Regions from separate parts of the Strix aluco genome. Here region 1 is linked to region 2. The links are chromatin contacts, called in public Hi-C maps. All regions are on one chromosome and are shown on one strand. The core of a region is the stretch at or near the end of the contact, and the rest is flanking DNA. Distances in the headings are between cores, read along the strand shown.

Region 1 (6,275 bases), core at 2,589-5,088, 220 kb after region 2:
CAGAGTAGAGGATGATTACTCTCAAACTTCTACAGTGTTTTGCAGATTGTAGAGAAACCACATAAGAACTGTTTCACCTTTTTCTGCTGAAGGTTTAAGAAGTAGAAGAGAGGCACAACGATTATTCAAAAGGGAAAGGAATTAAAGATCAAGAGATTTTTGGAAAGAAAAAAAATTCTTAACAGGGGCCAAAGAACACTGTGACAGGAGACAAAGAGCTCTGCCCCTGCCAGGAGCTAAAAAACAAAAGGAAAAAAGAAAAAAAAAATGGGAGAAAGGGCTTCAGGTTTACTGCACAGAATCTAAAGTAAGGATACCATGATACTACCTTGCTCCAAGCAGCTGGAGAAAGCCAGAACTGGCTCTGTCAACTATAGTGTTAATGAATGCTGTATCGTTTCAGCTTTATTTTTTTTTCCTCAGTCTGCCCATAGCAAGTAGATAAACAGAATGTCATAGTTGCTACTGTATCCAGTCAATGCAGTGCTATTCAACTAAACTTATTTTACTAAAAATATCGGGTAAGTTGTACACTACCTATACAGGAACTGAGTAAAGCCATGTGCAAGAAACAAAGCAATACTACTCTTCCTCAGAAAGGGTACAGTGAAGAACGTTTCTGATCCCGACTGATGAGAGCTATGCATCATCTGCCATACAATGAGCTCAGTAACTCTGTATTAAAGTAACCCTACAGCTTTTAATTAGACATCTGTAGCATGCTCTTTAATGCTACAGACCAGTTGCTCTAAGCTTTCTGAAATGCCCGCAATGGAAATCTAGACTCTGGCACAGCAAATCCTGTAGTAAATCTACTGGCAATAGGCTTACTCTTTTCCCTTCACAGACCTCAGCATTAGTATCCCAGCGTACAAAAACACAAGACAAAAATGACTAGGCAGCAAACAGTAAGCATTTTTGTTGCATCTTTAAATTTCCAATGTTATTTTGAGAATTTTTCATGTGAAAGTCAGAAAATATTGGGACATGCTAATACAGGTCTCTATGAGCTTATCTTGGAAAATGAGCATGAGGCAGGCGTATTAAACTTTGCCACTGGTATAAACTTATTTGCACTATAGTTAATGCTTCAGTTTGTGCATTTTCTTTTTGGAAAAGGTAGGGTTCTTCTTCCACCTCTGCTTGGAAATAATGAATACAAAGTACTATAACAAAAAATCTTCAAAAATCTTAACAATACAGAATGACAGCTGAAAAACTATTTTACTCTTAATTATGAAAATATTTGCTCTGACATAGCCTTAACTTTATTTTGTGCCTGAGTGAACCAAGCTTGAAACAGTGCAAGTATTTATATTCACCAAAAATATCAGTTAGTTTTTACATAAAATGAATACAAAGTTGCTTTTATGAAGCCCTGCACTACAGATCTTTGTCAAGTTAACAGTGTATCTAACCTCTTCACTGTATCTTCTGTTGAGACATTTTTTAATGTCTTCAATGATGACTTGCAAGAGTTTATGCTTTGTTTTTATACTGGAGTTTAAAGAAAATAAACCAAGAAATACCTAAATTATTTCTAGGATTAGTCTTTGTTTTCAAGAAGGCATAACAGATCTTAAACAGCAAATCCTTCAAGATGTAGAAGATGACAAAAAAAAAAAAGCATCTTTAACATGTCTTCTCCAAAATGGAGACCTAGCTACACTGGAAAGATTCTGAATCACAATGCTTCCTCTTCTTGGTGCTCAGCATTCAGTCTCTTGCAACTTCCAGAATCAACTTCAGCAGTTCACTGCTCAAAGACAGGTTGGTGGTATATGCAGACTTTTTTTTTTTTTTTTTCTTTAAGATATTCTAGCTTTAACTTCTCAACAAACAAACAAACAAACCACAAAACAAACAAACAACCCAAACTTCTCAAGTCAGTACTGCCAGACTCAAATGAAGGTACAAACCCATTTTCCTCTCCTTTTCTGGTCATTAGGTAAACAATTTAGGATACTATAGACCAAGATTTAATTAAAAGACACAGTTGTAACAGGCAGGGGACATCTGCTTCACTTTCATTCCTATAATCCTTTTGGACATAAATAGGATTACAAACATACTAACAATATCAAAGCTATAGAAGCAATCCCTTCAAGCCCCAAAACTACGATAACTGGAGGCTTTAAAAGGACAGTTGACAGTTTCTGCATTCTACTAATATTCTCATGAAGTGCATGCATACTGTCGAAGATGGAAGGTTCCCACACCACATCCTGAGGATTTAAAAAAAAAAAAAAAGACGACAGGAATGATCTGTTTTTCAGGGGCTGCTAAGATACAGATTTCCTTATTAAAGGAGATGATCCTTACTGTAACAAATAAAACAGACATATTCCTACTGAGGCAAGCTCACCACATGAGCAGTTAACATGTTCTGTCAAAAAAACAACACAAAAAGCCTTACTCAAGTTTGAATCATCACAGCATTTATGGGGCTTACAATGCTGCTTCCAACAGTCTATACCCGCCTGGACTGCAACCCATGGCTTGAAATTTTAAGTCTCAACTACTGCTTCCTAACCCTGCAAGCATTCAAATAATAAAAAAATAACGCTTTCCTGTAATTCTTGCTTCCATTAAAAAGCTTCTAAAAAGAAACGAGCGTTTTCCTCATCACTCAGGACTACTAAACGTGTAATTTCCGTGTGTGCGCGCTGCTCCTCCAGGTTTTCAAAGCAACCGACTAACCCAGACGACACGAGACAGCTCCAGAGCAGACAGTCAGGACGCCCGCGTCCCTGCCACAGGCAAGTATCACCCAGGTGAATCGCACGGCGGCCCGGGGGGAGCTCTATGGCCCCCGAGCCTTGCGGCCGGTCCTCCCCCTTCTCACCGGTGCCTATCTGACCGGCAGCCGTTTCACCGAGCGGGGGGCACTGGGGACAAGCAGCCGCGCTCGGGGCCGCTGGCCAGACGCGACCTGCCCGCCCGCACCTTCCCGCAGGGGACTCGCCGCGCCCGGCCGGGTGCCACTGCAAACCCCGCCGCCGTCCCCGTCGAGAGGCTGTCAAGGAGCCTTTCATCCCCCCTCCCCCGCCCGGGCCCAGCCGCCTCCGCCGCCCCACCGTGTCCTCACCCCTTCCCCTCCCGAGCGGCGCGGCCCTCGCAGCCCCTCTCACCCGCGCCGTTTTCTCCGGCAGCTTCTTCTTGTTTCGTTTCTTCTGCTCGTCGCCTTTCAGGTGCAGCTGCCCGGGGCCCGGGCCCGCCGCCTTGCCCTGGCCCCCGCCGGCTGTCAGGCCCGCGCCGGCCGCCTCGTCGCCCTTCCTCTCCGCCGCGCCCCGCGTTGGCTTCTTACGGAGGCCGCCTCCGCAGACCACGGCCAGTAGCAGCCCCAGCAGCCCCAGCCCCAGCGCGGCCGGGACCACCAGGGCGAGCCAGGTGGGCAGGCCCTGCGGGTCGAGGCCCAGCTCGAGGCCCAGCTCGGCGCGCAGCAGGCCCAGGCCGCCCGACAGGACGTCCCGCACCCGGGCCGCCGCCTCCTCGGCCTGCTGGGCCGCCGCCTCCTGCCAGCTCCCCGCAGCCATCGCGGCCCCCTGCCCCGCAGAGGCCCAGACCGGGCGGGGCGGCGAGGGAGCGCTCAGGCCGAGCGCATCGCGGCCTCAGGAGAGCCGCGCTCGCCTGACCGAGCCGGAACCGCCAGGGGTGGGGGTGGGGGGGGGGGGGGTGGGTGAGGGGAGGACGGGACACGAGCGGAGCCTCGGCGGGACGCAGCCGCCTCAGCCCCGGAGGCGCCCGGGTCTCCTCCTCTTCCTCCCCGCCCTCCGCCTCACGCGCAAACGTCACCGCCCCGCCGAGCGCCCGCCGCTGCCGCAGCGCGCCGCCGCCATCACCGCCGCGCGCGGGGCGGAGCTCTCCCGCCTCCTCAGCGGCCGCCTGGCGTTCGCGTCCTCCTCCTCCTCCTCCTCCTCCTCCTCCGCCCCGCCCTGCCCAGGGCGGTGCCGGCCGCAGGGAAGGCGAGGGGCGGTGCGGGGAGCAACCTCGACGTGGCAGCCAGCGAGAGGGGCGGGGGCCGGGGGGGCCGAGGGGCGGCTTGGCGCCGCCCCTGCGGCCGGGGCGGGAGACCCCGCGGCTCCTCGCACCATGATGGGGCGGGCGGGCGGCTGCGCCCGGGGACGGCGGCCTGAGGAGCGGCCACTTGTCGGCCTCTCCCGCCGCTTCGGCGGGCCGTGCCTCTTCCCCTGTGGGCACCCCCCACAGAAACATGCCCGTGCTGCAGGACGTGCGGCGCTGCGCGGAGCGGGCCGCCCCCTCGTGTCCCAGCCCCGGCCGGGCCTTCCCAGACCCGCGGCAACGTGGGTGCATTTCCACGTATCGGTCGCCGGTCAGCTCTATTTTAGTTTGCGGTTGCCCCAAGGAGGTGGCGCGGCTCCGGTGCGGATGCGTTAACTGCCGGTTTGTGGGTGCTGTTACCCCCGGTGTAAGTCCAGGATCAGCCCTGGGGCCATGCCAGAGGCCTCTGGGACTTGCAGGTGGAGGCGCCTTCCTGTCAGGCCTCAGAGGCCGGGATCAGGGCCCCGCAGAGGCCATCTCTCCTGCAGAGAAGGCCTTTCAAAATGTTGCAACAACAAGAAAGTGTGCTTTTAGTTATTTCTAAAAATACTAGGCAGTATAACAACATAGATATTTTTAACGAGCCATGTTTTCTGAGATCTTAACTCCCACAAACTGGCTTTAATGCATCAAATTAACTTTGTGAAAAATACAGCTGTGTATATAACAGTGGGAATTGTTTTGTCATTAGGAACTCCAAAACTGCATTTCCCCACAATAAGCCCTAAAATTTTGACCCCAAATATACATAATAATTTTTCGGAAATCGGTCTCACGGCATCCAGAGCTTCTGCAGAATTTGAACTGTCAGAACCTCAGAGCTGGCAATGTCAAGTGACTTTACACTGACTATAGTCTTCTGCAGTGGTGTGTTGCTGGAAATCCCATTCTTTCAATTTGCAATTCTACTTACAAAAAATGTACCCCTCTCATAGCCTGCTAGAAAAATATCTGGGTTCAGTGCATTGAAATCTGCATGGGACACTTGAAATTTAAATTGTAGTAAAATAAAATTTGTCTAAACAGCACAGTGGTAGCTTACACGGCCTTCATATGCACATAACTTTGTTTTGTAAAGTCAATATATCACATACAAGTATTTTTATGTTTTTACTGCTTTCAAAGTTTTTTAGTAAAGTACTCACAAATTGCTTCTAAGTCCAAATTGGTTTTTATGATGCCAACAGGCAGTCAAGTCCTGCTTTTCTAATTGACTTCAGTTGGAACAAAGGATATTGCTGGAAGTAGTGGTAGCAACAATCTCAGGCAGAGCATTTTACTGGTAGACATTTATATGCTTTTAGAGGATTTTTTTTTAAATTCAAAGTCATAATACTTTATTTTTTTATAAGCGTTTTGTGCTTTAGCATAGACCATACACATTTATCGGAAAATATTAAGTATCATTGTACTGGTTGTTGCACAATTCAGCCACCCTAACATGCCAAATAAATTATTCTGCAAGTAGTTTCTTTGTTTAAGATATTGCCCTATATAGATAGAGGTGATGGAACAGTGGTCACATTGTTTCAGTTCTAAATACATTAGCTGAAAAAATATGCCTAACGCATTTGAAAGCATGATTCAGCTACAGTGGATGTTGTGGGGTTTTTTGTTTGGTTGTTTTTTTTTTTTTTTTTCTTTAAACCGAGGCCATAGAACAGTAGATATTGTTCATTTTAAAGAAAACATGAGGAACTTGGTGGGGTTGAATTCCACAATACAAGTGATTGAGTTTAAGACCCGTTGAAGCTTTCTAAATGCAGCACCGTGGCACCACCGAGTGGCAGTGTCGTGAATAGCCGAGCAGCCGTAGGAAACAGATTTGTGTGGAAAAAAAAAAAAAGATCCTCTCTTGAAAGTAGCCACTTTCGGTTTGATTTGGCTGGTGAAGCAAATTAAGCTGAACGTACTAAATATCTTTTTATTCCGAACTAATGAGATATAGCCATAAATCGAGATACAATTTGTAGCAAATTGAAATATTTTGAAGAAAGTTTGTGTGACTCTTTAAAAATGGTGGGAACAAACATGCTACTCTGACAGTACTCATCAAACGAAGCAAATGTTCTATTTCATACTAACTTAGTCTAGTATTAAGCTTCAAAGGTCTTAATAGATTTGATCACAGCTACCCCAAGGACTCTTTCTGACAGTCCTGAATATAAAACATCTTTCTTACGTCATTGTCCTAAGGATCACAGCAGAAAGCT
Region 2 (5,577 bases), core at 3,005-5,504:
AACACCACACGGAGAGGGCAAAATGTGAATGCAACTAATGCTGCTTATCATAATTCAACTGCTTGGTGCAATTATACTTCGACTAACATCTCACGATCTTTTGCTGTTCCTCTTGCATTACCTCCTGGTGTGTTTCTAATCTGTGGAGATCGTGCCTGGGGAGGCGTCCCATCTAAACTGAATGGAGGCCCGTGTAGCCTCGGACGTCTCACGTTATTAACACCAAATGTGTCAATGATTCTGAATATGACTCGAAAACATAAGCGAGTCCCAAGGACCGTTCATCGGTTTGAAAGTTCTTGTCGAGATAACGTTGAATTCTGGAATCCAGGCCAGATCATAACGGCCTCCATATTGGCACCAGGAGTTGGTGTTGCAAATGCCTTAACTACTTTGAATAAGTTGGGATGTTGGCTTAGCAAACAGACTAACGCTACTTCTTTAGCTTTAAGTGGTCTTTTAACTGATGTTGATAGTGTTAGACATGCTACTTTACAGAACAGAGCTGCAATTGATTTTTTGCTTTTAGCGCAAGGACATGGATGTGAGGAATTTGAAGGAATGTGTTGCATGAATTTGTCTGACCACTCAGAATCTATTTTTAAAAGCATACAGCAGCTAAAGGATGGTGTCAAACATTTAACAGAAGATGATGGATTAGATTGGTTAACAAGGATGTTTAAAGGTTGGGGACTTTCAGGATGGTTAATATCTCTGATCAAGTCTGTGGGGGTCATGATCTTGGTAATTGTGGTTGTGCTTTTGATGTTGCCATGTATTGTCAATCTTCTGCAAAGGGCCCTGCAGAAGACTGCCTCTGCAATATTTTTAGCACAAGTGCAAAAAGAAAACGGGGGAGATGTGGAGCAGTTTGCTAACAACTGGCTACGTGAGAAAGGGCACAGCACCGAGGAACTGCTGACAACGGCGACGTGATGGGAGAATACCGAAAAGTATCAAAGAAGAACAAAGAACAGAAGCAGGACTATGTAGAAGGCCTTGCAGAAATCATAAAGGGAGAGATTGGTATTTAACCTTAGCAACCAATGTATCTAACCTTAGCAACCTATAAGGAGCTCGCTTTTTGCAATATGTATGAACTAATTATTGTGGATATAAAAGAAGTGTGAGTACTAATAAAGTGGAGCCTTTGTGCATTAAATGATGGCTGGGCTCCCACTGCGTTCTTTCAACACCAGCCTGCAGAGCCAGAGTAATACCTGAGTCAGCATGTGAAGGAATTGATCTCCCTGGCTGAGTGTGGCCAGTGGGGCAGGCAGGAGGGCTGGCTGCGGCCATGGTACCTGCTGTTAGTGCTGGAAGAAGTAATGCTGCTTTTCCCAAGGTTGCCAGCGGCTCCCTGGGTCTCTCCATCTTGAGATTTGTTTGTTGGAGATGTTGATGTTTGCTCCTTCCCTCCTTTTATTCCTGCTGTATCATGGCCTTGTCGTGGAGGGGAGCTCAGCATCCCCTGCAGGGGGTGCCTGGGTGCCAAACTCTGCTTGATGTGCCTTCCCCCATGCTTTAATTCTCAAACACCTGCATTGTAAATACCCATTCACTCCCAGCTGCTGATTTTTAACAGACGAGTGGCTGTATAATACTGTTTAAGGAATGTTGGTGGGGCCAAAGCCTTTTCTTCCTTTTAGTGTTGCTTTCATCTGACTTGGGGCCCTTTGCCTTTATAAAGGACATTTTATGGACCACAGACCCCCAGGAGAGGTCTTCATGGCCACAGAAGAGCGATTTGGGGGGTGAGAGACAATAGTGCCCATTTCTGCATCTATTTCCCCCCACTGATCCTTATACCACCCAGATTTAGGGACAGAATTTGGGGTCCAATGACCAAAGTGTCTGTCACAAAAATCTTTAGGAAATGCAGGGTTATTTTAAAAACACATCACTGGGAAGAACTAGTTTTATAAACTCTTAAGGAGAGTATTTTATTCTCTCCTAATTTGAGCGGAGGTTGCAAGGGTACCTTTGAAAACAGCTCCCTCTTCCGGAGCTGTGCACGGCTCCCACATTTTGCAGGATCACATAAAACATGGCATAATCGAAAGGAATTGTACCGAGGACTTCACGAGGCCCACTGAGCTTTATATTCTCTTGCTAGTAATTACAACAAGCAAGAAAAGATGACTGTTTCACCTGACCACAACCAACCAGGTAAAAGTTTAAAGAATTAAAAGCAAAGTCACAATTTGATGGTAGGAATAACAGCAATGCACCTGAGTGCTGGGGCACAGAGAGGAAGCGAAACAAGAAGAAAATAAGATGCAAAATGGAGTTTAGTTTTCAGCTACCAAAGAAAATAAAAGTTTGAAGTACACTTCAAGATTGATTTAATTATACTCTGTAAAGGGCTGAAAATTATTTCAGTAAGTGAAATTGGACTAATAAGACACATCAAAATGTAGCGCTTTTTTTATTATTATTGATATAGTACATATTTATATGTGATTAATCTAGAAATTATTCCCAGAGGACTTTACAATAAAAGATGGACCAATGTCTGAGTTTCACCTGGGATATTTAAGCTCCACTTAAGTTTGGTGATATTTTTTCTAACATACCTTTATTTCATCTTTATCTCGGTGTTAGCAGTTTAGATCTTAATCTAGGTGCTTGAACTAATCTGTCAAAACCTAAGGTTGTTACCCCGCATCTACACAGAAAAAATAGTTGGGATGATGGTGTGCATTTTGACCAGAGGCTGCTTGTCACTGAGAAGGTTATCCTCTTATAAATATTTCGGTAAGGTGTGTGATCATATACCAGAAAAAAGGTAGCATGGAGGTAGCCATGCCACTAGAAAGGCATAACAGTATATTGCTATAAATTATTCCCCCTATTTGAAATAAGCTTTATTAATACAAGCATACTAGAATAACTGAATACAACATGCTTTGGATCAGCTTTTTTAGTTTGTTGCTACATATCCCATATCAGCAAAGGCATCAAACTTCCTCAAGCCAACAGGCACAAGATCCTCCCATGCATGTGCTAACCCAGGCAAACCTAGAAAAGCTTTTACGCTAGCTTTGTAATGTCATAAGAAAATTAAATTCTTCTGGGGTACCCTTCTGGTGCGGTGTGTCCTAAGAGCATGAAGTCATACCAGAAGACTTGCTGTCCTGTGGGTGGACCCCTGGGCCTCCTTCTGAGGTCTGTCACAGGATAATCCCCCAAACTCACACCCTGAACACCCACCTTGCTCATCCCCGCAATGCCCAGGCAGGTGCCAGCTGGAGTGGTGCTCGCTGCTCCTCCCTGCTCCAACCTGGGGTGTCTGTCCTAGGCTGGACACCACTGTCAGAGTGATAACTGTTTTTAGCCTGAAACTGAGAACTTCATGTCATAACCATGTTCATAGCTTGCGCATGCGTGTTCAGCAAGCTAATTTTCAAGCCATTGGTTTCCAGAGCCCACAGGGGCCAGGAGGAGGTTTCCCTGCACTGTGACTCCAGCACAGCAGTGGACAGAGCTGCTCTCATGTGGGCCAAGGCCACCGCACAGCGAGGTGGGAGAGAAGTGCCATTGCCCCCAGCAAACCCGGGAGCTTTACTAAGGACAACCCAAGCTGAACCCACTAACGTGGGCAGTCTCAGGCCCAGAGCTATTCCCAAGCTCAGTGGCACGCTTAATGCTTGAAATCCAGGTGTTTGCTCAGTCTGGGGCTGCATCTCATCGGGACAGTTTATTTATGACCACAGTGCAGAGTTATAGAGGCAGGCAGACACTGTCGGGCCTAGCAAAATGCAGGCACTGCTGCTTTAGAGAAAGCCAGTGTGATCAGCACCTACAGCAGGGTGACATGGAGTCAGACCAGCCTCTGTGTCTATTGCTCCAGTGGCTTGTGATGCCGAAGAGATTTATTTTCTCCATACCATAATGTTCCACATCAGCCCTGTGGCAGAAGTGACAGTCCAGAGGCTCAGGCCCTTTGGGACTCTCCCTGCAAGGGGGTTCCTTGATCAGCACCTGAAGCCTCCGCAAGGCTGTGACGGGAAGAAGGGCATTTAAAATCGCTCTGTGAAACACGGGAGACTGTGCGGCGGGCGAAGGGAGACGGGCGGCGATGCAACCCCTTACCCGCGGAGGCCCAGCCCAGCAGTTATGGCGGCGGCCCGGTTCCTGAGGGCTCGCTGCTCTCCCCCCCCAACCCGTGCTGGCCGCCGTGGCTGGGCGCAGGCGTATTGGCCGGAGGGCGGGGCGGGGCGCGGCGGCTGCGCGCGGCTCTCGCGAGAGCTGCCGCGCGGGGATCCGCGATGTCTTGTGGGAGCTCACTCCTTTCTGGCTGCCCGGCCATCTTGGCGGCGCGTCTCCGGTGAGTGGGGCTCGGCCGGGGCGGCGCGGGCGGGCGCGGAGGGCCGCTGCCGGGTGCTAATCCCTCCCCCCGTTCACTCCTGTGTTCCAGTTACCGCCCGAGGCGACGCGAGGCAGCAACATGGTGGCCGCGAAGAAGACGGTGAGTGGGAGCCGGCCGCGCCGGGCTCACGTGGCGGCGGCCCGGCCTCCGCCAGCGGCGGGCGCTGCGCGGGACGGGGCGGCGGAGGGGGGCGGGTCGCGCTGCGGGGAGGCAGAGTGGGCCCCGGCAGGGTCTGGGGCGGTGGGGGGCCCTGGGCACAGCCGGAGACGCCTGTGGCGGCTCTCAGAGCTCGGGCCGTGCCCTCCTTGGGCAGGCTGCTAGCCGCACCCTGCGGCCGCTTCCCACCGGCTTCTCTGATCTCGGTTCCCTCCTGTGGACTCTCCCGGGCTGCTTACAGGGCCTGTGCCAGCTGGAGGAAGGGGGAGCTGGCGCTGAGTTCCCGGTGCGGCTGGAGCTCAGCTTTTGTATTTCCTGTCATGTTCTTGCCCTTCTCTTAGAGCGACTCTGGAAAGTACGGGTTTCTTGTTGGCTGAAGGTGTTCGTCCTTGCAAATGAATTTACCTGTTGTCATGAGTACCATGCTCTCCCGTTGGGAGTGTCAGCTTGTACAGCGTGTGATTACTTGTTTCTGCTAACTGATATAACGCTACTAGTGTGTGCCCTAGGAAGAGACAAACAGACTCCAAACCTGGCTTAAATTTGCAAGGCAGAAGTAGTATTGGACTTGACTAGCTGAGCTTTTTTGTTTGTCAAATACACCCGGATGTTACTGATTAATGTAGATCGCAGCAACAATGTTTTAAGATGTATTTTCCTGTTATAAGATACATGGGTAAGAAGTATTTTTATGAAGTTGGGAATCACAGAATCACAAAATTGTCTAGGTTGGCAGATCATCCAGTCCAACCATCAACCCAACATTAACAGTTCCCAACTGGCAACCCTCTTGTCCACAAGCTTTCCCATACTTATGTGGTAGGCTGGCTTTTCTTATTCTGCATTGCAAACTATAGGGAAATTATTAAATGATTGCTTGTATTTGGAATTTGTTAATTTCTTATGGTCTCTGTCATTTTGCAAAATGTAAAGTAACATACTATAATCCTTTTTTACATCTTTTTCAGAAAAAGTCCCTAGAGTCCATAAACTCTAGACTTCAGCTGGTTATGAAAAGTGGTAAATATGTGCTAGGATACAAACAGACT

Evidence for each region. A called contact is a pair of places that touch in the nucleus more often than the background predicts.
Region 1: a Hi-C map of heart shows a contact between it and region 2, with 6 times the contacts expected there. The contact joins the promoter of MTDH here to the promoter of RPL30 in region 2. A contact is called at or near these places in 2 of 2 Hi-C or Micro-C datasets (brain and heart).

The regions. Positions count from the first base shown.
Region 1 is chr1:24,873,617-24,879,891 of bStrAlu1.hap1, forward strand. MTDH (metadherin) reads right to left here and starts at 3,839. Exons shown (of 12, transcript XM_074815330.1): 1 at 3,132-3,839. The coding sequence starts at 3,536.
Region 2 is chr1:24,656,511-24,662,087 of bStrAlu1.hap1, forward strand. RPL30 (ribosomal protein L30) reads left to right here and starts at 4,255. Exons shown (of 5, transcript XM_074815272.1): 1 at 4,255-4,330; 2 at 4,421-4,471; 3 at 5,497-5,577. The coding sequence starts at 4,451.